Linked DNA regions of Sus scrofa: regions 2 and 3 are each linked to region 1. A link is a contact called in public HiChIP or PLAC-seq data. All regions are on one chromosome and are shown on one strand. The core of a region is the stretch at or near the end of the contact, and the rest is flanking DNA. Distances in the headings are between cores, read along the strand shown.

Region 1 (4,279 bases), core at 115-2,614:
CTGCTTTATTCATTATGAGCCTAGACTGGAAACAACATAAACATCTGGTGAATGGGCAAATTGTAGTATATCCATACAATGGAATAATACTCACCAATAAAGAGAGAGCAAACTACTTATACAAACGACATCTTCGATGAATCTCAGAAACATGCTGAGTAAAAAGTCAGACATGAAAGAGTACATACTATAGGATTCCACTGTAGAAACTCTAGGAAAGACAAATCTAACCTGTAGCTACAAAAAGCAGCTCAGTGGGCCAGGAAGGAAGTGACATGGGGAACTGACTTCAAAGGTGCAACGGAACTTTCTGGAAATGTAACTGTCCATAGCTTGATTGTGGTGGTGGTGACATGGGTGTATACATTATTCAAAACTCATGAGACTGTATCCTTAATATGCGTGCAATATATTGAATGTAAATCATGTCTCAGTAAAGTTGATTAAAAAATCAAAGGAAGTGGAGCAACCAGGTTTCATAAAGCATAAAGCAGGGTAGCGTTTTTTATAAATGTCATGACCTCATGGCCAATCTCTAGAACACTGTCATACAGATCAGTCAGCTCTAGATTTATTCTTCCTTGGGCTGCTCTGATGGAAGTTAGGATTCCTGGCAGAGAAAGTCTAGCTTAGATAAGGTGCCTACTCTTGGAAAGGGAAAAGCTGGATCGTCCTGACTGACCTTCCCATCCAGACAACACTGAGCGTGGCAGGGGTGGTCCCCCAAAGAAAAACGAAGGTACTGTTAACTAGAGGAAGGGGCCAGGGTGTCTGGTAAACAAACAAACAGAAACGGTCTTCCCCTCTGTTTCCAGGGGTGACCAAGGAGGCTGGCGAGGGAATTTCAACACATATGTTCATTCATTTCATTCAAGCGTAAGTTTGAGCATAGACTGTTTGCCAAGTGCTGTTACTGACTCCGACACATATGCGTTTGAGGTCTCTCTAAAAATAACCAGTTCGTGTTAACGTAAGGAACGGAGACCTGGAAGGAATGGGTCATCTGGTGTTACTGTGAAGTATAAGCCTTTTGTGGGGAAGGGAGTTTAGAATTCAGCTTAACATTAAAACAAAACAAAACAAAACAAACTTTCCACGAAAAAGAAGTATGTATCTTCTTGGGTCGTTCGCACTCACGGTAATTTCTTAGTAAGAAAGAGGAGGGTGGATTTGCCAGAGAAGTAAGGAGATTCCAGAATTCATGTCCTGCTAGCAGCCAGCTGGAGAAAAGCCTTTTCGTGGGTTTAACTTGCGGTCCTTGCGTCTCCCGGGGCCTCCCTGGCGAGTCAGCAGAGGGAGCCATTCCCCAAGAAATATCGGCGCGGGGCCGCTTAGAGAGCCTAGAGGGATTTTCTTGTGGGTCCGGGGAGTTCTCTCCCCGCCCCGCCTCGGTAAAGCAAGCTCCCGAACCCCCACCCGCAACTCCTTGCCCCACCTCCCCAACCACTTTGCTGCTGCAGCGCACACTCGTGTACCTCTAGGTCCCCCATCCTTTCTCGGTCCCACAGTTGCGCTCCCTCCCTAATACTGCTGGGGACGTGCAGTCCATTCCAGCTGGTCGCTCGGGTGCTGTCCCCAGGCCCCCCAATCCTCATAGCGGTTCTAGAAGACCTCCGGAGACTTTGACACTGTGGCACCAAGAGTGGGTCGGGACGCAGACGGGCACTTTCTCCGTCACCCCTTGGTTCACCTCATGCGGTGACCCCAAGATTTGCCAACTTTGTAGCCGGACTGTTGGCGGAGTCACTCCCGGGCAGTACAGCCCCTCCGGACAGGGGCGACCTGCGATCCGGGCGCAGGAGTCGGGCTGGGAGGATCCTGCCTGTCGCACTGGGGACTGTGCGCGGCGCCAAGTGACTCCCCCCTCCAGCAGTCACTGCCCCGGCGGCAGCAGCTGCAGGAGCGGCAACTGCTTGCATCCCCGAACCGGCTCGGGTTACTCCCCTCCTCCTTCAGCATCTCGGGCCAGACAGAGAAGACCTTACTTGAGTTTACAGCGAGTCTTTTGCTGGTGTGCAAAACTGGGGGTCTGGAAACGCGCAGAGACCCGCCTGCTTTCCCGCGGGTCTCCACCTTTGAGCCTGAACCAAAACTCCTAAGTATCGCTCTCGTCTGGAACACCGCTGGGAGGCTAACTGCGCTGTTTGGAACAGATTTTGCTTCTCCGCTGGCCTTGCATGAAACCAGGGGGAAAGAGTTGCGCTGAGAATCTCAGGCTCTCGGGTAAGAGTTGGGCAAACAGTTCTGACAGCCGCTGGACCTTGGCTGGACGCTAGACGGTTTCTTGAGGGTGGGGGACGCATTTTCTTTAGCCAGGACACCCGGGGGCCACGTGAGGCGACGCGAGATGGGCTTGTTTACTTGTCTCAAGGGTTGATGGTTAATGTTTGAATCTGGTCTTCTTACTTGGGGCCGGGTAGGAACTTCTTGGAGTGTTTTTAATGAGGAGATGCCCCCATTACGCGTTTTATTTTGCATAATTTCTGCCTCGGTATTCCCTTGTTTGTGTTGGTGCTTGTCTGGTGTCCCAGCTGGTGTAGGGAGGTTTGGGCAGAATGAGAGAGAGAGAATGAAAAGCAGTTTCAGTGGAGCCCTTGCTTCCAGATCAGTTTCACTTCTTCTCTGGGGTCTTGACTTGTTTTTGAACTTCTCTTTCTCCAGCACTTGATATTCAGACTGTGAGGTCAGACGTGGGAATATTCCCTCCTCCTGTGCTCCCAGCGTCCTTTAGGGGGGCTTCAGAACCACAGGCTGGGTGACTTAAGCTGGAGGGGTCTCCTACTTGTCTGAATACCTGGCTCCTCAGGGAAGGTTGGGAGGGGCAGTTCTTCCAACAGTAGTTAAACCAGTGAAAGACCTATCTCCTATTGATTTTTTAAGTTCCTTTGATGTATGACTTTTACTCCTGGTTTAGGGAAATATTTTGTCTTTTTCTTTCTGGAAATAAGAACGATACCACTGAGTAAATGAAATATAGTGATATCTCTGATACTTCCTCAATATCCCCACATGAGGACCCAAAGTCTTTAGAAGAAAGTTAAAGCTGGAGATTTTATTAGCCCCAAAGTTCTCAGGCAGAGATACCCATGCTCTTCCAAGGCCAAGGAAAATGCCATTTCTTCTTGTCTCTCCTGACTGCTCTCCTTTATATGCTGAGTCTCACTTTGTGTATGGTCTTCCCAACTAAAGATGCTTCATTCTCTATGGATGAAAAGTCTAAGTCTGGATTATTTTTTCTGATGTGGCTGCTTCAAGGGGTCAGCTTGCAGGCTACTTTTTGCTGTGCTGCTCTGAGGTTAAATAGTTCAGTAGAGGGCACGCTCTGGGACCAGGGTGTCTGGGGGCAACTCGACTCTGCCACTTTGCAGCTATGTGATTTTGTGTGTTACTTAACTTCTCTCCTCATCTATAAAATCAGAATGGTAATAACAATGCTTATACCAGAGGGTTTCTCAAAGAATTAAATGAGTGAATGTGTGTGGAGTGCTAACGAGCCTGGCAGATAGTAAGCACATATTCGCTCTGATAACATTGTTAACTATTGTTGCATCGTGATGACATCGTTTTTATTAGCTAGCTGTAAGTATTAGCTATTCTTCCTATTTGGATGGGCTTTGAAAACTGTGTTCATGTGGCTTTCACTCCCACCTACAATGTGATGCATTGTCAAACTTTTCTCATCATCTTTGTACTGCTTTGTGTTACTGCTGGGGCTCCTTCAGCAGGAAGAAAGATGCATGTGGCAGGGCTGGGGTTTGTAGAGGAGGGGTCGTGGTTGGGTGCCAAAGGGTGCTTGGGACAGGCTTACGGGTGGGGAATCAACACTCAGTTGACAACCTGTAAATGCCTGAGAAACTCCTTGCATTTCTCTACCTCTTTTAACCTATTTTTTTTAGAGGTCAACTATTTGTCCAATAAATAGTTACTAAGCATCTATTCTAGGTTCTATGTTATGTAAATTCATTGACTTCGGTTTTGAAATGGATGTGCACGAGTCCATGCTTTGTGCCCATGCCCCTCCCCAGGCAAACATGCATATCCAGATTAGTGCTTCCCACAGCACTAGCCCTCTATATATTAAATCCCAAATAACTTTTTAGCTCTAATGATTTCAATCCCTGTTAAAATGAAGAGCATGTGTCACTGAGGAACTGCACAAAATATTCATTATAACCTCCAGCAGGGCACATCTCTCATCGGCTTCGTGGTGTGTACACTTGTGTGGGGAGATGGGAAAAGGGTTGTATAAGGTCTGGTGCTCCTTCTGGCTCTAACCTCC
Region 2 (4,486 bases), core at 799-3,298, 150 kb after region 1:
TCCCCTCCTCCACCTTCACAAGCTCTCTCCTCCCTTGTCCACGATCCCCAGGCTTGGTGGTCGGGCCTCTTCCAAGGCCATTACTACTCTGGAAATGGAGCTCTTAGGGAACTTCTCATCAGCAAGCAAGCGTTTGAGACCTCTTAAATGTTTATTGAATGGAATTCTCTTTTCTGTCCTTGACAAGCAAGGAAACAAAAATATAGGACTTCAGCAAGGTTAGCAAAGAGTAGGATGAGATCATTGGAAATAATTAAGGAGTATACACACACACAACACACAGCCCCCCCACCCCCCAAAAAAAATGGTTAAAGCAAACTTAGAATTCCTTATCCTGGAGAAATATTCACTGTGAGGTTAGCCTAATACAGAGGTCACATAGTCGGCCATATACCAGGTGTTACCTAGAGAAGCATTTATCCCAATATCGCTCTGCATGAGCCTCACTGCCTGAAATTCCACAATTAGAGATTTACTTCTTAGGCTCTTAACATGTATGTTCTCTTAAAATATTAATATTTTTCTATAGAAGATAATGCCTCGGCAGTAATAAATTTGCCTTAGCCTTTTCTGACTATTAGATGAAGTTAGAGATGATAGAGGAGGGCACAGAGGCCCAAAGGGGAGGAGTAGCAGTAGGAGGAAATGGTGCAGCAAGAGGAAAAAACACAGCTTCATTCCTTTTCTTGGAGTTGCCCTGTGACGGAGACATGCTTTATATGTGTCTTCAAATAGATTTATATCTGCAAAAGGATAGATTAATATCTGCAAAACGATGACTCACTTTTACTCATGACAGAGAAAAAGAAAAGGAACTGAATTTTTAGGGGGCAGTGATAATAGAATTGTTATAATTTACTTCACAAGGAAAGACTCCTTTGCAGTTCTAAAATAAACATTATTTAAAAATAAGCTTGTTTCTGTTGATATATGCTCCTATGATTGGGGACAGAAGGTCTGATAGATGATCTCTGCAATTCCCTGTGACTCTGGAAATGAAATGATGGATAAATCATGTGAAACCAGGTTATCTTTGCAATGAATCTCATTGCTCTACTGGGGACCTTGTTACTTTTGTGAAAATTACTCGATAAAGTTGATTGTAACTGGTAGTTATGCTAATCAGCTGGACAAACCTATTAGAGAAGAGGAAACAGATGAGAAATAAAGGATCACTTTATTCTGATTTGCCAATCTGCCCTGGAGTCATTTTTCTTAACCTGCTCTGATTGAGAATGTGCTAATTAATACATCAATCATGATCATCTCTAATGTGAAAAGGTAGCATATACTTTTCAATCTGAAATATATTCCATTCCATCTTCACTGCATTCGTTAAGTGTAATGTAGAGATTTGGTAAGAAGTTAACAAACTAAATCATCAGAGATGGATGAGTATCTGCCTCCCCCAAACCCCACCCCACAAAACATGGTCAAAACTCAGGACTTATTTTTTTCAGGATGGTTTTCAGATTAACCAGATAGTCCCTCAGCTTCCACTTCTATGGAATCCTCAGTGGGATTTGCCCGAGTAGCTCCAGACCAAAACGGCCAGGGTTGTCTGGATCTCGGAAGCAGCTGTCGCATTTTAGCTGCTGTTAAATAGGTGTCCTGGCTCATGATCAGAGCTCAGGACCTGAACTTGAAGAGAGAGTGAAGCCCATGGCAGGTTACCTTTATGGGCATGTCTCTCCACTTTGCAGAACAGCCTTTAGGTTTGCAGCCTCCTTTGGAAAGTAATGCACTGCTCAACTGATTTGGTGTTTCTGCTTAGGAGAGCTCAGAATCAAAACACCAGATAAGACACTGTGGCTGCTTTGTCACTTTTGGGGACATAGAATTTGCAATTTCATCTCAATTTTTCAAAAGAGGTTTGGAGAAAAAGATCGAATATGTGTGAACTCAAGAAAAAAAAAAAAAAAAAAAAAAAAAAAAAAAAGCATGGCAGGCCAAAATGCTGTATTTGACTCTCTGGGGAACACTTAAACCCCCATTGGCTTCGAACAGGCCTGATCGCCTTTCTTCAGCCAGCAGTCCAAGCTAAAATAACAGTGTGTTGTCAGTTCAAGGGAGACACAATGAGGTCTCTGCTCTCTCATGCCTGCTTTACTGCCTGTAGTGTGTGGGAGACTTTCAGATGGAGAAAAGCAGAGACAATCAAAAGAGGAGTTATTTCAGTAGAAACAACTGCCCACCCATTAGCAAGGTTCACGTTATGGGTTGGGGCTGCTTCTGTGTGAAGGTTCAGGCCACGGTAACTTTTCTCCTAATCAGTTTAGGAGCAAAAACTGTAATACAACCCATGGCCTTGTCAGCCTCTTTGGGGCCCTGTAGGGTTTGTGTGCTGGAATCCTCCGAGTGGAAGCGTGCTTGTTCTTCCTGTGTTTTCACTGGGTCTGAGGCCAGCAGTACTAATTATAACTCATTCTTATTGCCTCTCAATGCAAAGAGCATTTCTTTGAGTTGGGAAGTATTCTGACTTAGAAGAAAGAGGCCCCTATGGTATTTTGAATACGAATTGACAAAAGAGACTTCCATTTACTTCAAATAAAACCTAGTGGTTGTTTTTTTTTTTTTTTCAGCTTTGGAATTTCTTTGTGTTTCCTTTAGGCATTTGTTCACTCATGACCAACTCTGAAGTTTCTGTCTTTCCAGATTGAGAGTTAAACACCTGCATATGGATCCATAATAATCCCTAGCTCAGACAGCTAGGGATTACAGCTATAAGTAACATCATTTGTGATATTCTGCCCGCATCTGCCTCAGGGCAGATTAAATGTTTAAAGATGAATTTGGTGGCACAGATTTGTATATTTTTCTGTCTTACACAATGTATTTTCAAAATATTTTAAGATTGTGTTTATTTGTGTGCTTCGGGGGAAGATTTTCTTTGTGTAAACAATTTAACCACCTTTTGCTTCACCCTATCTTTTTTTGCTCTATTTCTCTATAAAAACAGAGTGGGAGAGAGAGGAAGTCACTAAGGGCTCCATGATACAGTATTTTTGATGAATTTTGCCTTCCATAGACAGAACCCTTGGGCTTCTTCTCTGCTCTCTCCTCCTAAGGAAGAAAAATCAATAAAACAAAGAAATTTTATCCCTTCTTCATGAGCCATAGAAAATAGTGCTGGGATTATTTTAATGCTAAGATGATATGATATATGATATAACATATGATGATGTACTGATGTGTATAAGTGGACTTTAAACCTCATAGCATCCCTGCCCACTGCTGCCCGGAGTCAGTCAGTTTTGAGACCATGACCTTGGTCCTGGTTTCTCACTTAGCATTCCAGATGCCCACCCTCACGAACTGTCACTCAGCCTCGCCCTTGTGCCTTGTTTCAGGTGTCCATTGTGACAGCGTGTGTGCTGAGGGTCGCTGGGGCCCCAACTGCTCCCTGCCCTGCTACTGTAAAAACGGGGCTTCGTGCTCCCCGGATGACGGCATCTGTGAGTGTGCACCGGGGTTCCGAGGCACCACCTGTCAGCGGAGTAAGTGTCTCTTTAGGGGACAGCTTCCATCTTCCCTTCTCAGATCCCCTGTTCTGCCCCTCAATTCACAGTTCTGTTGCCCTTGAGGGCAGGGAGAGCATCATAGGTCATTCTGTTCTTGGCAGAGCTGTCCTCCCTCCATAGCCCTGCCCCAAAGGCTTCATTCTTTCCAACCTTTGGGACTCACCTGACAGATGGGGCATTAGCTCTTTCTTCTCTGTAATGATTTTATTGCCTCTCTGGCAGCGCCATCGGTTTCTCAGTCCTGCCTTAAACCTTGCAAATGGTGTTCCAGAAATCCACTGACCTGTGAATATTTTATTCAGCTATTTTGGCATTGGTCTTACCTCAATTACCAGAAGTCAACATCAGCCAAACCTTGCGGCAAAGCATGCATCCTGTGGTAGTCTGAAAGCCAGTGCTCTGGGGAAAGTAGGCTTGTGGTATTGAAAATGGGGGCTGTTGACACTGGTCAGGAGACTTTTTGAATTAGGGAGCAATCCGTAACATTTCAAGAAATCTTTTAGGGAGAGTAATCAAGAAAGGAATACATGATTAATTATAGTGTACCGTATTCTATTTTTTAAATTACTTTTTTTTAATTAAGAGTTCTATGCTGTCCTTCCATACTTAAATCCAAATAGTGTTGGAAAGAATCTAATTATGAAGCATCTTGCTTCTTCTCTTTTTAATCACAATCATTAACCTGGACCATTTTGAGGAGAAACAATCTTTTAATTCTGACTGTACATACATTTATTGCCAGTAATGACTCTTAAAGAATAAAAGATTAACATTGGCTTGAGAGTATTTATTTGGGCCTTGCTAGTATTTAGAATTTTATTTCTTTTTTATTTGCTCAACAAAAATTCTTCAAGCCCCTGCTCTATGCCAGACTTCGAGCTAATTGGGGCCATAAATAGGAAAATAAAGAGAACGAAGACATTTGCCTGCCCTCAAGCAATTCAGAGTTTACTGGCTTCTTTCAT
Region 3 (4,435 bases), core at 1,072-3,571, 220 kb after region 1:
ACACAATTCTAGGAAGCTTAGTTTCCTTCTTTTTTGCTTTTTTGTCTTTCTTTTTGTTTTGCTTTTTAGGGCTGCACTTGCAGCATATGGAAGTTTCCAGACTAGGTGTCGAAGAGAAGCTGGAGCTGCTGGCTTACACCACAACCACAGCAACCCACTGAGGGAGGCCAGGCACTGAACCCGCATCCTCGTGGATACTAGTCGGGATCGTAATCAGCTGAGCCACAATGGGAACTCCCAGTTGCCTTATTTCTAATATTAGAATAATAGTAATAACACTTGCCACATAAGCTCTTTTGAAGTTTACATGAGAAATAGTGAGTAAAACATAAGGTATTAGACATGCAATTCAGTGTAAACTTCAAAACCTTGTAATCCTTATTTGGTTGACTCCTGTCTCTCAGGACCCATGCAGTGGGTACAATAGTGCCCTTGACAAATAGATTATGCAATCCCCCAAACTTGTGAATATGACCTTGTATAGAAATAAGATCTAGAGTCTCAAGGATTTGAGATGAGATCGTTGTGGATTTAGGGTGGGCCCGAAATACAATGACAGGTATACTCATCAGAGAAAAAGCAGAGGGACATTTGAGACACCTGCTACTGTATTTAAAACTAAAGTCAATTCTTGTCTGCTCTCTGCTGAAAACCTTCCCTTGTTTCTCATTTTTCTCAGAATATAACTCAAAAGCCTTAAGGGGGCCTCCCTGTCTGGGTAGGATCTGGCCCTGGTATCTCTCCAACCTCATATATTACCACCCTCTCAGTCCCAATTTCCTTGTTATTAAGCAAACGTGCAAGGCACCCTCCCTCAAAGCCTTTGGGTGTTCTTCCTTGGTCCAGGTAACCACAGGGCTGCTTCCTTACAGAGCCTACTCAATCCCAACCCCTCTGAGAAGCCTTGCTCATTTGTCCTATCTGAAGTGGCCTACGGAAATTATGGTCAATATCACATCCCCCTATTGACTTTCTTCAAAGTGCTCATTGCAAACAATACTTCCTTTGTTTATTTTCCTGTTCATAGTCTCTCTCTCTATGAGAATGAAAGCTCCCTCACTGTCTGGATCTTGTCTGTCTTGTTCATTGCTAAATTTCCCATACTGATGTTCAGCCCATCACAGCCACTAATAAATATGTGTAGAATGAATGAAGAAACCAGGAGATCTTACAGCTGTCAAGGGTGTCAACCCAAGAGGATAGAGATGGTAACTGTTTTCAGCACCATCCCAAACAGCACTTTCTGTAGAGTTATCTAGACAACCACCTACACACATTCTCAGTGGATAGAATAAGAGTCATTACCAAAGGCAACAACCCACTGCCCCTGCAAATCACTTTGAAGTTAGGGCAGAGTTAAATAGTGTTAACTCTTCAATGAGGTATTTTTAAATGCTTTAAGCTGTCAAGTCAAGATATCTGTTAATGTTAAATCTACTAATGAGTTCCTGAAGGAATTTGGAAACAACAAAAACAATTTTTTCTGTGTTTCACACTCCTTTGAAAAGCACTTGCATATGTCTTAACTTATTTGACTCCGCTATCTGCTTGATTAGATAGGGCAAATGGTATTATTCCCATCTTACAGGTGGAAATAAGGAGAATTAGGGGGGGAAAGTAACCTGTAGAAGGTCACGTAATCGCACAAGTGGCATGAGGGCATTCCTAGAGCCAAACCGGGACTTCTGATTGCAAATTCCATATTTTTCTCCATATTCATTGATTTATTTAGTATATATTATTGAGCACTGACTTTCAGGAGCTATTTTAAGTGCGGCACAGAACGTTAAGGAAGTTGATCATCTTTGGTTTTGGTTTTCCATCTTTTTTTTTTTTTTTAAAGAAAGTGTAATACAAGAACTTGGCGGGGGGGGGGCGGGGGCGGGAATCAGTATCCTTTTCCCCACCCTGCTCTCGCTCCTGTAAATCTTTTTAAAATAACGTAGGATAAGCCTCCCGCTTCTAGAAAGAGGTCTTGCCTGGAGGTGGGAATTGGACTGGATCATCCCGGCTAACTTATCGCCACCCCCGCGAGGGGGCCACGGCACAAGGTAAGCCAGCTACACTCGGTAACAAGTGTTTCCTTCTCGCAGCAGAGGTTGCAGAGTGGAAAGGTGGGCAGAACTGCTCGAGAAGCCTTCTCGAGCGAGGGAGCGCCCAAGCCGGGCGAGAAGGAGTAACTTTGGATCTAAGGTACTCGAGCAGGTTTAACTAGCGCTCTCGGGGCGGGGCTCCAAGCGAGCGAGAGGGGCGGGGCGGGGCGGGGGCGGGACGAAGCGCGGGGGCGGGGCCATGCGAGGCGCGGGGGCGGGGCCAGGCGCGGGGCGGGGCGGCGGCGCCGACGTGGCAGCCGCAGGGGCTTGCGCCTCCGGTGGCCATCTTGGCGGCGCGGGTGCGCGGGGCGAGCTCTCGGCGGCATCCACCTCGTCTTCTCGCAGCCGTAGTCTCACACCCCAGCCTCCCTAGCTTCCGCTTCACACTGCCAGGCAGTCACTTTCTCGGTCCCGCAGGTGAGAGCCAGGCTGCCAGCAGCGCGGGAGCAAGTGGGTGATGGGATAGGTCGCGGGCGCCCAAGCCGGCGCCTAGGGGCGCAGTCGCTGAGGTGGGCTGGCCGGCCTGTGCCCAGGGGCGCCAGGGTATTTCGGGAGTCCCTTCGTGGTGCAGTCCGAGAGCGGGCTGTGGGAGCATGCAGGGTGCGGCCCGGGCACCGGTGTGCTTCGCGAGATAAGAGGTCCCATCCGCGGTTTGCGCCGTGGGTGCGGCTCGGGGGTCTTATCCGGCACTTTGCTGTTGCGCTGAGACCGACGCCGGCGCCCGCGGCTATTTGGCTCCCGCTTTCTACGCGCTGGCTGGAGGGCAAGAACAGAGGCTGTAGCCCACTGACCTTAGCCCAGGCTAGCCCAGCCCGGCCTGGAGACGTGGCAGAGCCTGGGGGAAGGCCGCTCCCGCCTGGGAGACTCCTAGGTCAACAAATCGGACTGGCAAAGGAAAGTAGCTTCTTTTCCCATAGGTTCCCCCATCGGTGCCCAGCGCTGCTCCAGAGGACTTTTGCGCTCTCTCTTTGTTGGTTCTTGGGACCTGCTTCAGGAAAATTTGCGGGATAGCCCGTGTCCTCGATTGGCAGAATTTGTCCAATCCAGGGGAGTTTTTTTCATTCGAAGTAGTTATTTTGAGAGGCAACATGTAGGTTTCTGCCAACGTAATGCATTTTGGCATGCCAGTCTTTTTTCTGTACAGCCGCTGTGTAGTCAGTGAACATTTGCGTGGAAGTTATTTTGGGATCAGAACTGAGAATGCGAGAATGCGGAGACAAAACTCAGACCCTCCTTCAGTGCTCAATGTATGGTAGTAGAGCCTGTCTTTTGAACCAGTAGCACATTAACAGTAATAATGGCTGGTAATAGCTTTTACGTTTATCAGAGCTTCATTATTCTGTTTCTTGTATTCTTCTAAGTAGCCATCTACTTTTTAACAGAAAAACCACGGCACAAGCAAATTGTAAGCAGGGTCCTTCCAGAGACTAAGGACTCAATTTTCCAAGCCATTTCCATCACTTTTTCTTTGATGTTGATCCATTAATATTTTTGTGTGCGAGTCTGAATACCAGACCTTTACCAACTTTGACACTTAGCTTTTATTTTATCATATCAGCTTTTCTTTAATAGAAGGTGTTGTGTTTATGCATCCAGAATTTACCCTATATTGTCGTTAAGCCGATTCTTAAATAGTATAGCTTTTAAAGATAGAAATTGGCTAATTATTCCATTTCGTGGCTTGTATTCTTTGTACAAGTTCTTTTGCAAATGCACTCATTAAGGTTTATCTTTAAATTTGACCTCCACTAACCACTGCGAGGGTTTGGTAACATCTCTAGGAGGAGGATGAATAACCAGTGGGCACATGAAAGAAAGAGGTAGTTTGGGCAGGGATTGATAAAGTCCCCGGAAGGCCTTCTGTCCCAGGTAATCTACCTTTGATGTATAGGTATTGAATGAAGGGATTTTGTCTCCTTGCGTCTGTGTTTTCTACTTAATTGCTGTAGATCTTTACCTTCATGATGAAAATTCTTGTAAAGTGTACATATTTGCCTGGCCTCCCACCTTAGTTCAATTGAAACTGACTTCTAGCCCCATTCCCTCCATGGATACAACTCTTAAGTTTCCTCTCCAGTTTGGCAAATCCATTGAGTTTTTCATAGCTCATCCTATTTGGCTTCTTTGCAGAATTTGATATAGTTGCCCATACCTACCTTGAAATGCTCTTCTCTGGCTTTTGGACACCACAGCCTCCTGGTTTTCTTTTTATCTTTTGGTCTCTCATTCTTCTTTGCAGGCTTGTTCTTCTTCCTGGCTGTTCTTCAAGGGTGGGTTGGGCTCGCTTCTTTTTTTTTACTTGGTCTTCTCTCTTAGATAATCTCTTTTCAGATAGTCTTATT

Evidence for each region. HiChIP or PLAC-seq counts read pairs in DNA pulled down with a chosen protein or histone mark.
Region 2: an H3K27ac HiChIP or PLAC-seq map of skeletal muscle shows a contact between it and region 1. The contact joins the enhancer-like site here to the promoter of MEGF10 in region 1. A contact is called at or near these places in 2 of 5 promoter capture datasets (fetal skeletal muscle and liver), 5 of 47 Hi-C or Micro-C datasets (brain, embryonic fibroblasts, fetal heart ventricle and 2 more) and 1 of 2 datasets of contacts at active chromatin or transcription factors (skeletal muscle).
Region 3: an H3K27ac HiChIP or PLAC-seq map of skeletal muscle shows a contact between it and region 1. The contact joins the promoter of PRRC1 here to the promoter of MEGF10 in region 1. A contact is called at or near these places in 1 of 5 promoter capture datasets (fetal skeletal muscle), 1 of 47 Hi-C or Micro-C datasets (embryonic fibroblasts) and 1 of 2 datasets of contacts at active chromatin or transcription factors (skeletal muscle).

The regions. Positions count from the first base shown.
Region 1 is chr2:130,224,858-130,229,136 of Sscrofa11.1, forward strand. It overlaps MEGF10 (multiple epidermal growth factor-like domains protein 10), which reads left to right and starts at 1,365. Exons shown (of 27, transcript XM_021084704.1): 1 at 1,365-2,223. The coding sequence starts at 2,178.
Region 2 is chr2:130,372,398-130,376,883 of Sscrofa11.1, forward strand. It overlaps MEGF10 (multiple epidermal growth factor-like domains protein 10), which reads left to right. Exons shown (of 27, transcript XM_021084704.1): 15 at 3,351-3,497. Among named protein-coding and RNA genes, the nearest start is that of PRRC1, 69 kb to the right of the region's middle. Within about 2 kb of position 2,049, at least 7 of the 83 cell types and tissues checked have an H3K27ac peak or open chromatin away from gene starts, as enhancers often do. A contact at or near this core is called in skeletal muscle, where this site is marked.
Region 3 is chr2:130,441,246-130,445,680 of Sscrofa11.1, forward strand. It overlaps PRRC1 (protein PRRC1), which reads left to right and starts at 2,322. Exons shown (of 9, transcript XM_021084706.1): 1 at 2,322-2,510.